Regions from separate parts of the Mus musculus genome. Here all the other regions are linked to region 2. A link is a contact called in public HiChIP or PLAC-seq and promoter capture Hi-C data. All regions are on one chromosome and are shown on one strand. The core of a region is the stretch at or near the end of the contact, and the rest is flanking DNA. Distances in the headings are between cores, read along the strand shown.

Evidence for each region. HiChIP or PLAC-seq counts read pairs in DNA pulled down with a chosen protein or histone mark. Capture Hi-C pulls out chosen DNA fragments and counts their contacts.
Region 1: a promoter capture Hi-C map of pancreatic islet shows a contact between it and region 2. The contact joins two enhancer-like sites. A contact is called at or near these places in 1 of 15 datasets of contacts at CTCF or cohesin (the NIH/3T3 cell line), 2 of 484 Hi-C or Micro-C datasets (CD4 T cells and the G1E-ER4 cell line), 1 of 115 datasets of contacts at active chromatin or transcription factors (microglia) and 3 of 9 other capture datasets (adipose tissue, liver and pancreatic islet).
Region 3: a contact with region 2 is called in an H3K27ac HiChIP or PLAC-seq map of neural progenitor cells, with 3 times the contacts expected there. The contact joins two enhancer-like sites. A contact is called at or near these places in 3 of 15 datasets of contacts at CTCF or cohesin (the G1E-ER4 cell line, the NIH/3T3 cell line and embryonic stem cells), 68 of 484 Hi-C or Micro-C datasets (the AML12 cell line, B cells, CD4 T cells and 41 more), 7 of 115 datasets of contacts at active chromatin or transcription factors (astrocytes, bone marrow-derived dendritic cells, a colorectal cancer cell line and 4 more) and 4 of 9 other capture datasets (adipose tissue, embryonic stem cells, liver and 1 more).

Annotation. Positions count from the first base shown.
Region 1 is chr8:79,430,513-79,435,614 of GRCm38.p6, reverse strand. No RefSeq gene overlaps it. Among named protein-coding and RNA genes, the nearest start is that of Gm39205, 7.3 kb to the left of the region's middle. Within about 2 kb of position 1,369, at least 10 of the 459 cell types and tissues checked have an H3K27ac peak or open chromatin away from gene starts, as enhancers often do. A contact at or near this core is called in pancreatic islet, where this site is marked.
Region 2 is chr8:79,347,187-79,352,199 of GRCm38.p6, reverse strand. Smad1 (SMAD family member 1) reads left to right here. Exons shown (of 7, transcript NM_008539.4): 5 at 2,388-2,609. Among named protein-coding and RNA genes, the nearest start is that of Smad1, 50 kb to the left of the region's middle. Within about 2 kb of position 2,004, at least 103 of the 459 cell types and tissues checked have an H3K27ac peak or open chromatin away from gene starts, as enhancers often do. A contact at or near this core is called in neural progenitor cells, neural stem cells and pancreatic islet, where this site is marked.
Region 3 is chr8:79,474,444-79,479,314 of GRCm38.p6, reverse strand. No RefSeq gene overlaps it. Among named protein-coding and RNA genes, the nearest start is that of Gm39205, 37 kb to the right of the region's middle. Within about 2 kb of position 3,139, at least 8 of the 459 cell types and tissues checked have an H3K27ac peak or open chromatin away from gene starts, as enhancers often do. A contact at or near this core is called in neural progenitor cells and neural stem cells, where this site is marked.

The DNA.
Region 1 (5,102 bases), core at 120-2,619, 84 kb before region 2:
AAGAGGACAATTTGACCTCTTGGCCTGTATTCATGGAGAAATGTGGGCTCTTCTGAGAACCTGAAATTGCTTTGTTCGCTTTCCCAGGCTTGCCTCCCTGTGTCAGGAAACACCTGTCTACCTGCAGGGCAGTCTGCTTTAAACACTCAGGACAAATTAAAATTGGCCTCTAGGGATTCCCAAGGTTCTTCTAAGTCAAAAGCTGAGAGAAGCCCGAGCCTGTGATGAACGCAAAGCATTTAAAGGTGTAAGGACACAATGTCTAAAGCGCTATTGGCAGGTGGCTGCTGGAGGAGGAAGAGTGACTTTCCTCTGAGGGATGACTACTGGCAGAGATCCAGTGATCCTGTGGATGGTCCCGCACTCAAGCACACAGAAGCAGCACCAACTGGACTCAATGGGTTATTAATTAAAAAAAAAAAGTAAAAAGGACATTAAGTTGGCAATGCATTGGCAGGGAGCAGAGGAGGTTTGGAGAAAGAGAGCAGGAAGTGAATGTGATGGAGACATTGCAAGCATGTGTGGATAACAATCACCAAGAAATGCATGGGGTTGGTCCATGAGACCTAAATACAACAGTACACACACCCCCAACACACACACAGGGCCACTGCCACCACAGGGAGCAACTCTAACAGGGAAGAGGGCCCTCCTCCTCCCTTGCAAAGCTGGTTCTCCTTTTGATTGGCCAATTAAAAAAAATGCTTTCTCTAAGTGGGATAGTTAGAGCCCTGGGATGAGCAAGGGGAAGGCTGGAGTTTGACTTTACTCGGTACACGAGTGGAACCATCTGCACACAGGATCTGAAACTCATTCCTGCCTCTGTCCTGTCCTTTCTGGTGTTGACCAATAGGATTTTTTTTCCCTAGTCAGGCACATAAGGATGCTCTCTTGGAAGCAGGACTCCATTGTGTCAAGCTGAGACTGACTTTCTAACAAAGCCTCCTGGCTTATCTAGATTCTAGTGTTGGTGTTTGTTATACTTAGTATTTCAACACACATGCACACACACACACACACACACACACACACACACACATACACATTAATCAATAGATGGCAGATGATCTGAGGGACTTGTCTTAAGAAGCCCTGGGCGGCTGGAGATTTTTTGGGTTTTTGTTTGTTTGTTTGTTTTTTTGCCAGTACCTGCATTTCAGCGCTGTAACTTATGAGCAGAGACAAGAAGGTGACAGTGCTTCTGAGCCAAACCACAGCCCTCCAGTGACCCCTCTGGCACTAGATCAGAGATACTGCAATCCACCTTCAGGCAACAAATTGAGGCCAGGCAGAAATGACTGGAGAGCCAGTGCCTGGCTCTCTCTATTTGAACAATGCCTGTTGGGCCGGGCATGGCAGCTGGCCTCTGTGTGAGTGCACTGATGCCTCTTAACTGCACCTGGTTCATTTGCTCGCTGGACTGTTGCTGGAGGCACTCAGGAAAGAGCCCGCTTATTGCAAAACTTTTTTTTTTTTTTGAATCAAGATTGTCTTCAGGGTGTTCCCAGGAGTGGCTCCAAATTAGTGGGAGCCTTTCACAAGCTTTGTTATAAGTCATATGAGATTTGTTCAGACAAATACTGTGTCATGCTGTTACCATCTTTGGTAAGAAAATAATCTCTTCTCTAACTAAGTTATTATCCAATGACTGTCTGGAAAGCATAGGATTTGAACCCTCCTTTATCTGTCCTCATTTACCAAAATTTAACTAAATAAATAATTATCTCAAAAAAATGAGAAAGGAGATCTAGGTTCCTAGAAAAAAAAACACATTATGTTGGCTGCTTATTATTATTGTTGTTGTCTTTCTTCCTTCCTTCCTTCCTTCCTTCCTTCCTTCCTTCCTTCCTTCCTTCCTTCCTTTCTTTCTTTCTTTCTTTCCTCCTCCTCCTCCTCCTCCTCCTCCTCCTCCTCCTCCTCTTTCCTCTTCTTTGTCTCCTCCTCTTTCTTCTTCTTTCTGAAGTGCTTGTCAGAGTGGAGAGCTGGGGTTAAGCACAAATTCTATTATGGGATAGTGAATGCAGATCAAGGAATATGCAGAAGATAGAAACAATGGCTTAAACACAAGGTATATCTCATTGGTAGACAGCTTGCCTAGCATATTAAGGGCTGGATCCCAACCCCTCAGGAAACAAAACAAAACAAAACAAAACAAAACAAAACAAAACAAAGCAACAACCATACCCAAGGCTCATGGGCTACTGCAGAAAGACTGTAAGAGCCCGAGGAACAAGGGGAACTGTAAGACTATGTCTCTTAGACATGCTGCCTAAGCATGACCAGAGCAAGGACACCACCAGTAGATATGCTAAGGAGGCCTCAAACCTAGACAGAGAACTACAGGCAACTAAGAAATGCCGAGAGCCTGAGAAATAGTCTTCTCTAGGGAGAGAAAGCAAATCAGCTATCCAATCCTAAATGGCCAGTCCTGAAAACATAATCATATAAGTAAGATTATATGAACTAAGGAGGTTATATTTACATATTTAAGGATATATGCACAAACATATATGTATCTAACAGCAATACTTAATAAAAAAAAAAAGAGGCCATAAATTTGAAAGATTTTTCATGGTAGAGTTTTGATGAGAGAAAGAGAAGGGGGAAAAGTTGTAATTTTATTATAATCTCAAAATTTAAAAATATTATTAAAAAAAGAAGAAAAACATAAAAAGAAATGGAGCAAGAGAAGAAAGAGACAGGCATTCAAGGATTAGAGAACAGACCGTGTGTGAGTGTAGGACCCTTGCCTGAGCTAGCTCTCCAGATCCAATCACCACCAAATGTTAAAGGCTGCTATTCAAGCCAATGCTCACCATTCTGTCCCAGAGGGTCGACAGCAACAACAGTAAGATGTGCCTGCCTTTCTCCCTCAGGGAGTTTCAGCAGGCCCTAGCCTTCTAGGAACCCATCTCTAACAACCTGCTTTTAAGTCTTATGATCAGAAAGACTTAAGAAACATTGCTTTCAGCCAGGCAGTGATAGAGCATGACTTTACTCCCAGCATTCAGGAGGCCGAGACAATCAGATCTCTGTGAGTTCAAGGCCAGCCTGGTCTACAGAGTGAGTTTCAATACAGCCAGGACTGCACAGAGAAACCCTGTCTCGAAAAACACAAACACAAATGAACAAACAAAAAAGTCTTATGGTAATAGGGGTTGGAGAGAGAGAGCACACATCTAAGAGCACTTGCTGATCTTCCAGAGGGCCCAACTTTGGTTCTCAGCACCAAATTTGAATCACATTACAACTGTCTGTAACTCTGTCTCTTAGGAATCTAATGCCTGTTTGTGGAAGCCACAAGCATCACACACAGATAGACAAATACACATACCCACGATAAAAAGAGAATTCTTTTAAAAAGAGACCTCGGTCATGTCCAACAAATGTGCAGGGCAGTGATTCAGACCATTAGGGGATCCGCAGAGTACATTTCCTAGGTAGGAAACCTTCATAATGAAGGAGATGTGAGATGCCATAACGTGGGGCCATGCTCTTGACTAGAAGTGATGGAACACTGGAACAACTCTTTACAGGAGCAACTTCAGTGCTATGCTAACTCTGAGGCATTAGTCTGGAGGAATCAGGGCCACTTTCCAGATATAGAAAATGTGTTCAGTCAGGCTGTTGTGCCCTAATCCCAGTAGGTATAGTACACGAACTCAGAGGAGAAAACCTGTGGTCTGATCTGTCCTCATTTCCTTTGACAGCACGTCTCTTCTCTCTTCTCCAGCTCCAGGCTCTGTAGACAAGGCACCCTGCTCTCGCCAGGGGCACAGCACAGTCATTCGGGGTGTCTAACCTTCATTCCTACAACTCTACTGGTGCGTCCTGTTGACTCCTGGTGAATATGGATTGTCAGATGGTGTCAGTAGGGTAGTTGGCCACATGCAGGAAGAACCATGAGAGTCTGAGCAGCTTGCTTCAAGCCTAAAATAACAGTTTGTTCTTTTTGTAAACTCTTTCAATGAAACGGACCGTAGTCACCTCAAACAATTTTTATGGCTAGACATTATTTTGAGAATAATGTGTGTGTGTGTGAAATCAAGTCATTTAGGGTCTGTGGGGAAAACAAATACACATTTGTGTGGATTGGATTGCACATAAGTCATATAAAGTCTCACTGGCCAGAGGAACAGGTGAGAAACTTTTGTTTTAAACTAAAAAGTTATGCTAACACTGTGTAAGGGAAAGGTGGCACCCACTGGGGGACACTCTGAGATGCGATGGAACACTGGCGCTTCATGTTCTTTATGGAGCTACTTTTGAATTTGATTCTTTTTTGTGCATATGGAAGAATGTCAAAACAAAACACTAATGATGGCTTATTTATTCAAAACAGCTTATGAAGTAATAAAATCAAACCAAAGCAAACAACGCTGAAATGGCAAATAAAATAAATTAACTAGACAACAAATGCTATTCTATTTTAATATATTCCATATTATATGTGATAAGTACCAACCAGAAAGTTACTGTATAATACAATTATGAGTGGAAAACTCCAGGTGTTACTCTAAGTGATTTAAAGCAATCTAAAAAAAAAAAAAAGTCACCCTTTTGTTACTGTACAACAAAGGAAAGTAGACAATTATACTCTGCCACTTAACAGTGGTTGATAGTTTTAAAATTAGTCCACGAATCTGGGAAAGTTAGTAAAGAGCTTGCCACACAAGCATCCCAGCACTCAGCTTTTAAAAAAAGTTTGATGTGCTAGGGAGATGGCTCAGCATTTAAGATCATTTATAGTCTTGCAGAGGGCCCAGATTCCATTCCCAGCACCCATGCTGGGTGGCTCACAGCTGCCTGCCACTCCAGCCCTGGGACTCCAATGCCCTCTCCTGGAGTCTGCAGGCACCTGCACTCACATGTGCGTGAACTTACATGACAATGACACATATACACATAACTAAAGGTAAAACGAAGCTTTTTAAAAAGCCAGTTGAAGTGACACACACCTGTAATCACAGCACTGAGGGAACAGAACAGGAGGGGTCCTGCAACTTGCAAGCCTGGCTAAGTCAGTGAGCTCACCTGATATCATACTGTGGCCTCCACACATGCAGATGCCTGAACAGGTATGCACATGCACAAACAAATAG
Region 2 (5,013 bases), core at 755-3,254:
TTCTCAGGACCACAGTGGCATGTTGAGTGGGAGCAGAGAAAAGCAGATGCTAGAATCCCTGAATCCCGCCCCAGACACCAGGCACACTACCGCATGCCAAGAGGTGCCATGCTGCCCTGGCAAGGTCTCCCATCCGCTCAGTAACTTCTGGGAGGGGCCTCCGGCAAGCACTCAGCCCAGGGGTGAAGCAAGTTGAAAGTAAAAGCCACGTGACTGCTGACTAGGTTTTATTTTGTTCCTAACCCCACTTTCAGTGAAACGAGAGGTGCCTTGGCCTGAGTCAGAGTTGCTGATGTTTTTTCAAGACTTAACTATTATGCTGTCCGTATGGTAGTGTGAGGGCAACAGCATGCCCTGTTCATATGTGTTCAGACCCACAGACTAACCAAGAACAAGCCCTGACACCAGCTCTGGATTCGGGACGATGATGTGTCCATGTAGGCTCCTGAATTATACTGAGTACACCAATCTGATGGCAGATCTCTGTGATGGGAGGATGTACGGAAAGTCTCTGTGCCAACTTTGCAGTGACCCAAAACGTTGGCTCCAAAAATAAATACCCTTTATAAAACCCTTAGCTGTACAGTTAAGTAAATTGGAACATACATGAATCAGTGATTGTGTTTTGAAGTTTCCTTTATAGGTGCTCTGTGTTTTATGGGTCTTGGTCATCGTTAGATGTTGGGAGTCAACAAGCGAAGAGTGTGAGAGAGGAGCCTCTATCTGACCCAGTTTTGGAATTTTTATTTGGGGAGCAAGATACCCTGTGTGGACCCTGTATCTGTACTGATGAGATTAGCTCTAATACCCCAAATAGAGACCATACTTTTAAGATTTTTTTTCCTTTTAAACAGCTTTTAAAATGTTCCCTGTTAGAGCCAATTTAAAATCTCCTTGTATAGTCAAAGGAAAAAAATGATGGCTTTTTTCCTGTTGTCACCTATGGTGGTTTTCCCAGAGCAAGGGTCAGCAAACTACAGCCTGCAGACAGATCAGCCCTCTGTCTGTTTTTATAAATAAAGCTTTATTAGAACACAGCTGTGCCCATTTGTTACATATTATCAATGGCTGTTTTCGTGTGATACAAAGGCATAATGGAATAGTTGTGCTAAAGACCATATGCCCCACAAAATCTTTCTGGCCTTTTATAGGAAAAAAATGTGTCTGAGTCTAAACTAGATGAATAGCATTTCTAACAGCACTAAGAGCTGATAAAAGGCTTGTGTGACTGTGGCCACAGCCGCCTTTGAGGTTTGGCACTTGTGAATCACTAAAGCTTTGCTTGAAGAACAGTGGAGTAACAGGGGGGAACTGTTTAGAAAACAAGCGAAATAGTTTATTTTCAGCTAAGCCACTTAAGTATAAAATGTAACTGAAGAAGAACATGGAAGCCCTTCTTTTTTTTCTTTTTTTTTTTTTTTTACCATGTCTGCTGAATTTTCTTTGCATTTCTTCCCCTTTGTCATGAGGCCCCATGAGGTTGAGATCAGTAATTACGTTGGCAATAGTGTGGTTTGTATGCCTGGGGTCTCAAAGGCGGGTTAAAGGAGGTTTGCTGCAGAAAGGATTCATCTCCCAACCTTTTGGTTGAAAGCATTTAGAAGTGTTTTCTGTTTGGAGATTCGTCAGGCTTAAGAGATCGGACTTAACAAGCTGCATCCTGTCGGTGAAGCTGGGTAGTTTCCATTGTTGGCCCATTCTGGGAAGCGAGAGACAAAACACACCTGCTCGGCATGACTTAGAGCAAATAGAAGGAAGTTAGCATGGAGTCTGGATGAGAGAGATATGATTCACTGAGGGAGAATGGCCAGCTGGCAAGATTTCTTCCTGAGCTAGAATCACAGCAGAACTGCAGCCCTGGCCATCACTGGCTCCTGTGGAGCCAGGCAGCCTCTCCAGGATAGGCAGAAGTTGGTTTTGGTGCTTTGGGAAAGCAGAGGCTTACCAAGGCTCTCCCAAAGCAGCTCCCTCCCACACCAGCCCTGCTGGCACACCTCCAGGCCCCTCTTGTTCCTGAGCCACTTGGTTTTTCATTGGTCACTTGTATTTCTCGTAGGTGGTGTGCCCACAAGAGTGATTCCTATTATTCCTGTATGTTAATGAGCAAGTAATAGATCGTTAGTATTCAGCAGACGCTGCTGCTGGGCTTGCTTAGCTGGTATTTTGGTTTTCTGCTAATCATTGGAGAAGATTGTTCCCCAATTAAAGGAGAATGCACCTTTAATAAGAAGTACTTCAGCTCTCAAAAAATGATACATGCGATCATTGTAGTCGCCCTTGCATGTCTTCTCTGTGTGGTGCCCAGCCAGGTTTACAGTGCGGTTTCAGTTTGGGGATGCTCCAGGCGCAAACCTTGAGCAACACAACCTCTTCTTCCCTTCTTACAGATGTTCAGGCAGTTGCTTACGAGGAACCAAAACACTGGTGCTCTATTGTGTACTATGAGCTCAACAACCGTGTGGGTGAAGCGTTCCACGCCTCGTCCACCAGCGTGCTGGTGGATGGTTTCACAGATCCGTCCAACAATAAGAACCGCTTCTGCCTTGGCTTGCTCTCCAACGTTAACCGGAATTCCACTATTGAAAACACCAGGCGACATATTGGGAAAGGTGAGCTTTCCCTTTTCTCTGCTTGCAAACGTTCGTCTCTTATTCCTCTAGAAGTGACTCAGTCATTCCTGTGGCAAATGCCAGTGAATGTTCAGACACTGCTATTTGAAGACATTTTCCAATTCATATTATTGAAGACTGTGCTAATTGATGATCTTAGTGGTTTTTTCAACTCTGATAATGTTGTTAGGAATTAGTGCATAGTGTGGCTTGCTACTGTGGGCAGTACTCTGATGTTTTTGTTATAAAAATATCTTATTAAGAATTTTTACATTTATTGCCTATGTGTGCATGCGCCTGTGTGCATGTGTACGTGTGTGCTCGAGGGTCTTGATCAGAGGACAGTCAGGGAGTCGGTTCTCTCCTTCCATCCTGTGGCCATCAGAAATCAAACTCAAGTCATCAGCTTGGTGGCAAGCACTCTCCCCATTGAGCCACGTCGCCATCCCACCTGTCTTTCTTAATAGACTTAATTATTTATTAGTGGTAAATTAGAACAGTTCTGTAACGTTTACATGCATTTACTATATGATTAAGCAAATGGCTAAACGTGTAGGTAGGTGCTCAGCTCAGCTTTGCCTGCGAAGTAAGGAGCATGCAGTCATGAAGGAGTGTGGCATCCCTTGGAAGTGTCGGTATAAAATCATAAATTAATGACATGGTGTGTGTTTATATGCTGTTGTGCATGTCTATATGTGAGCCTGTCTATATGTGACCCTCTGAACATGCAGGTAGTTTTTCTACCCTGTGTACCGAAAGGGCAAAGAAGCAAAGATACAAAGTATTGACAAGCACATGCCTAGGGTCCATATCATTGCTGCTAATATCTGTCCCCACTGAGGGAGATGGTGGCTGCCTCCAAAGCTGGGACGAGGCAAGCCCGGAGGATCTCCTGTGAGAGAATGGGAAGGAAGGATTCAGAAAGCCACAGCCACGGGTGCCTCTTGGCATTCAACTCCCACCTCACAGCTCAGTAACCAGAATCTATCTGTCCTTTGGTCTCCATGGTGGGTGTGTTCTGAGACCCGAGAGGCTCAGTTCCCACACATAAAACAGTGTAGCAGTAACTTACCACACTTCACCTTTCAAGTGTCCTTCTGAGAACCATACCTACTGCAGAGTTCATGTCATGTAAACAGTATCACTGCTGAGTGAATCGTGAGGAGACAAAGCCTGCACATGTTAGGGTTGGTGCTATCTGAAAACATCGTTTTTGATCTGCGAGTAGTTGAAACTGGATTCCAGATCCACAGATAATGAGGAGCAACTATAATTAACTGCAGTAGTGGATCTTACGATACTGCTGGGTGTGGTGGTGGTGAGCCTAACTCCTGTAATACCAGCACTTAGGAGGTGTGAAGCAGAAAATCAGGAATCCCAAGCCAAGTCTACACAGTGAGATTCTGTCCAATAAGCAAATTCTAATTGATACAGCCATAGGAATCATTAGTAGAGAAATGACTTAATTGGAAAGTCCAGTCGCTAAATGACCAGTGAGTGCTAGAATACAAAAGTCATTGTTTTTGCAACCATTGAGTAAGGACCACGGAAGAGTCATTGGTGTGGGGCTGGTGAGGCAGCTCAGTGGGTGGGTGAGGGGGCTGGCTGCCTAGCCTGAAGGACCTTAGCTTAGTCCCCAGGACTGCCCGGCGGGAGAAACTCAGCTCCCGTGCTTTGCCCTCTGACCCCACCACCATGCTAGCCCGTGCTTCACACGTGCATACATCATTTCTGCAGACCAAACAAGGAAGTGAATGTTATAAAACAGCCGTCAATATATGCCAAATATGAAGAGAAGTTTTATGACAGAGCATTTGCATATTTTAAAATATTTCTCTAAAAGCTATTTTAGTTGCAAGGCAGAGTAAAAATAAATTTATACAGTGGATAAATCTGCATAGCCAGTAAATTGTTTGATTGATCCCCCATCGGGGCATCACCAGTGAGAGGCAGACAAGGAGCATGTGCTAGGGAATTAGAGGCAGGCAGATCTCCAGGAGTTGCAGGCCAGCCAGGAGACAGTGGGACCCTGTCTTTAAATAAATAAATGAAGTAAAAAAAAAAAATAAAAGAATCAACATCTGTAGAAATAGATCAAATAAAAAAGGAGGATATTTTAATAAGGCATAAGAGGCATTTAAGGAAGTGTTCTAAGATTATTCTTAGAGGAAACCAAACAGATGGGATTAGGTAGACATCTTAATATGATCAAAGGAGGGGAAAATGGAAATGACAGCTTAAGGTGAACATAGGCTCACAGCTCACATGGGTGCTTTCCTATGCCTGTAAACACAGGGTACATTTAGAATATACACCTATCAATACATTCAAAATGGAGGAGTGTTTGTTTTGCTAAATTTTATGGGGACTTTGACCCCCAAAGTAGGAAAAACCCACATCGTAG
Region 3 (4,871 bases), core at 1,890-4,389, 130 kb before region 2:
TTCCATTCCCACCGAGAGCGTAAGCGACTTCTCCTTTCCCCACGAGACAATGCCAGCAAGGACATCTTTCTGGTAATAGCCACTCTAAGTAGAGCAAGATGACATCTCATCATAGTTTAAATTTTCATTTCCCTGACAACTAGTGGCGTTGAATATTTTTTCATATATTTGTTCTAGAATAAAAGCATGGGTGAGGGATATATCCCAAAAGAATTATCCAAGAGGACAGAATGTTGCTCATCCACAGGCATTAGGAGTTAGCAGTCGAGATGCACGGAGCAGGCAAAAATTAAAATTCAGTTCAAGTGCAGGCTTAGTGTTTTTGTCAAAACTGCATAAAGCATCCATAATGAGAACCTTCATGTGACTTAAAAGCTCTCCGTGGCCGGGCGTGGTGGCGCACGCCTTTAATCCCAGCACTCGGGAGGCAGAGGCAGGAGGATTTCTGAGTTCGAGGCCAGCCTGGTCTACAAAGTGAGTTCCAGGACAGCCAGAGCTAGACAGAAAAACCCTGTCTCAAAAAACCAAAAAAAAAAAAAAAAAAAAAAAAAAAAAAAAGCTCTCCGTGCCAGTGGCAAATGCTAAAATGAAATGCAGCAGTGTTTACCAAACACTTGGGGAAACTGAGACCCAATGGCTTCATTCCCAGCTATTCTGTTTTGCAACTATAAAGGCAGAAGTGAGAATTGTTTGATTTATGTATGATTCAAGAAGACTCCATGAGCCCATTGGAGACCGGCACCACCAGCTCATCACGTTACAAGTGAGGTCCACAGCAACAGGACTGTCAGCAAACAGCCAGTCCATCTAGTCAGTAAAACGAGGGCAAACTGTGATGATAATTGTCCGGGACATACTATCAATGCCATAAACCAAGAGAAACTATAAATTAGGTCAAAGCTGGAGAGAAGGGGAAGGAAGCTAAAAACAAGGCTGATCGCCATCTCATAGGACCGCATACAAACAGAAGTGAACCAGGTGCGGAAAGACCACAATCAAAGAAAGTCTCTGGTGTAGGCTAAGGGATAAAGGAGGAGAGAGAAGAAATATGTTTGCTTTGCCATTATTCAAAAAGCCTTCAGGCCAATTTTCTAAAACTCATTCGGCAAAAAAGCTATAGAGTAAATTGGCTATTAGTCTATGTATTAAGTGAACAAGCTTTGGGGAACACATTGTTTTGATGAATTAGTCTGCTTCTGCTTATGTACAATGCCAATAAATACCGCATAAAAAGATTAAATATTTTGAATTTTCAGTGCCAGACATTTATTAATAATTATTATTTGGACAAGGTCTCACTTTGTAGCCCAGGTTACAGATGTGTACTATCATATCAGACATTCACATATCTTTATTACAAATTATGGCACAGAAATGTAACTATTAAAGCAAGATATAAGGCAGGCAGGAGCAGTGCAAACAATTTAAAAATCCAACTGTAAAGTTGTTTTTAAAGCAATAAAGCAGAACGAATAGTAAAACAGTCAATGACACTAAGTTCCAGAATAGCTATCACATATCAGAAAGTAGTTTTAACTTACCCTTAAAAACAAAACAAAACAACAACAACAACAACAACAAAAAAAACCTCATGCTTAAGTCAGGAATGAGCTAAGCGTCACCAAAACCTTAGGATGAAACAGCAGATTAAAGTCTGTACAGACCTGAGGACAGTGTGTGTCTCGTAAGAAAAGCTCACAGAGTTGAGAGATGCAAGACACACCCAGAGGACATGGTTCAGAAGTCTGGAAGTCAAAGATTCATTGACCAATTGAAAGACAGTCGGTGTTGGGTCCAGGGCAGAGAACACGGAGCAGAGCAGAGGGGCTTTGAATAGAGCAGAGGAGGGCATACCACCACAACAGCACCTACAGCATCATCAGTAACATCCAAGGCAAAGAAACTTCCAGTAAAGGAGAAATTGGCTGGTGGACCACTGGGGATCACAGTAGGTCAGGATGATGTTGTAGGAGAATGCTGTCAAATCTTAACTAGATACAATTCCAAAGTCACTTAAACTGTTCCAGACAAGGAAAAAAAAAAAAGGAGTGACTTTTGTAAATTAGCATAAAATTATGTTAAAATCCAACAAAGATAAAATAAAGATAAACAGAGCTCACTTAAAGGCACAAATACAACAGTCATCTATAAAACGCTAGCCACAGATACAGCAGTGTGTTAAAAGCATTCTATACAGTGTCTCGGCACTCAGAAGTCTTTTTTTCTTTATAATTAGTCACAGTGTCAAAATATTACCAGGTGAGGTTTCCTCCTCTATGGGGTTCTCCAAAAAAGAACTCAGGAGTACATGGTTGAAACACATGGTTTAAGAAGAATCATGAGTTAGTTATGTATGACGATGAGTATAATGGTGTGTAACTATGACACTTTCATGCATGCATAATGCATGGATCATACTGGCATTCGTCACTTTGTGCCCTGCCCACTTTCATTAACACCTCCTTCCTTCTATTATTATCCTTTGGGTTTGTGTGACCCAGTAGGGCACAGAGACAGGCCGGTGACCACCTGAAACTCCAGCAGCAGAGGGATCCTACATGCCTGGATTTCACCTGCACACGTGACCAAATACCCATGCACCCATATGCATAATTAAAAATTAAATTTAAAAGTAGGTTACAGGTTTCCACCTGGAAAGAAAAATCTCAGCAGAAAAAAAAGTGCTTGCTGTGAGATCCTGTAACTCATAGCTGAGAGAGCTCTGACCTTCATGTGAATGCTGTGGCATACACACAATCACACACAGACACTAATAAGTGTCATTTAAAAACATTCTTAAAGTGGAAAAGAGCCACATGTGAGAAGTTGAAGATACTTGAAATTGGCTGGCTAGAGCTTTTCCTCTAGAACTCTGAGACATGAATGTAGCCTTTATCATTCTGATTTTAGCCTGGTGAGATCCACTGAAGACTCTGTAGCTCCTCGCTACACTATAATGAATCTAATATGTATGATTTTCACCCACTGATGTTTTTGTTAGTTGTCACAGAAGCAATGAAATCAAGGACCAGGACTAATTTAATTACTGTCATCGAAATGACATCGTCCTATGCAGCTGTGACACCAGGACAAAGAGATCCTTTGTGTTCCAGCACAGGACGCCACTGGGATGCATGCTAAGCAAAGAAATCAAGAGGACCTGGTCAGCGTGACCACCTCTAGAAGAACAGTCCTTTAGTACTTCATGATTTACCATTTACAAATGAATAAAGCATTATTTGAACTCAAAGCAATGGGGCTTTTACCTAGAAAGCTATTCTGGACAGTTGAAAGATCAGGCTTTTATGATATACTCTAAATAAATTCTGTACTTCATGATTAGGCAGTATTATAACCAAAATCACATACTTTGTGAGTTTGTTGTTGATGATGGTGGTGGTGATGATGTCATAATTTTGTTTGTTTGATGGGACAAAAGCTCTGTACCTTATCCAGGTTGGCCTTGAACCCTGGATGCTCTCCTACCTTAATATCCCGAGGTTCAGAGTCACAGGTAAAGACCATGAAGCCCAGCCTTACAACCCCCTATTTTATAACTTTGTACTACCAGGAGCAAAGAACTGTTACTCTTCCAGTACTTGGGTAATACCTTTCTTACCTAAGAGATGTCCAAGTTTTATGAAAGTAAGGACTATATATTTAGCATCTAACCATTGCAGCACCGTGAGCAATACACACTCAATAGGACTTTCACAAGTATTTATTGATTAGATGATATTCTAGTTTGGCTCTTACATGTTCCCTAAGGCTCCCATGTTAAGGGCACAGGCACCCCTTGGTGCTATTAGGAGGTAGCAGTGGGAGCTGAAAAGGGAGCAAACTGGAGATGTTTTCCTCAGGGCTTAACCTAAGGGGATTATTCTCCCTAGGCCATGAGGTGATCAGCTTTGCTAGAGTACAAGTTTCTTCCACGAAACAATGTCCACCCCCAACAGGTCCATGACTGACAGGTCAGTCAGTCATGGGTTTGAGCCCTCCAAAATTATGATCCCAAGCGAACTTCCTCTTCTACTAAGGCTGTTGTCACCAGTATTCGTTTCTAGGACAGAGGGTAGACTACCACACGTGGTGGCTAATTATTGAGTAAGGTCAGCAGATGAGAGTTTTTCAAGCAAAAAGAACATAGAAGGTTCACAATACGGACTCTAAAAATAAAGGATTCTAACATGCAAAATATAAACCAAACCATAAAAATAAAAGGTATTATTCAGAGACACAGAAATGTGTGGCTATAAATAACCACCCTTCTAAGGCTGAACTCTATTAAATCACAGCTAAATCGAGTTCCTTAGCCTTCTCGATCCAGAGAATAAAGTTTCAACTATTTTTCAGCTCATGGTGTTAAGATCCCTGGACCATGTTCACAGATTGAAGCCATTTAACACAGAGCGAGCCTTTGTACAGCTGTCCCCACGTCAGCTGTCACTGGAGGCCTTTAATTCACAGGCTTCTCTGTTTGCTCTCTGGAGTTCACTGGGTCTGTGCTTGCCATGTCTGTGGCTCTCGGATTCTTTTATCTTCCTGATCGGAATAAGGGAACTAAAAGGCTGAGCAATCCTGTAACATACAATCGGTAGAAAACGTCTCAGGTGAAAAGGATTCAGAGAGAACCCTGGTCATTCACCATGATATTAAAATCCTAGCATGCAGCAAGACTGGTCTATCTCCCAGGCTCCTTTGCGGTTAGATGCGGTTAGTCCCATGACTGGGTTTTCTGGCTGATGGATACCGAGACTAGTGAACTCAGAGGAGCTGTTGCGTAGTAGGGGAGCCATTACATCAGAAGAAACCCAGCATGCTACTTGTTTTTTCCTCAGTACTATAACAAAATACCCGAGGAAAAGAAACTA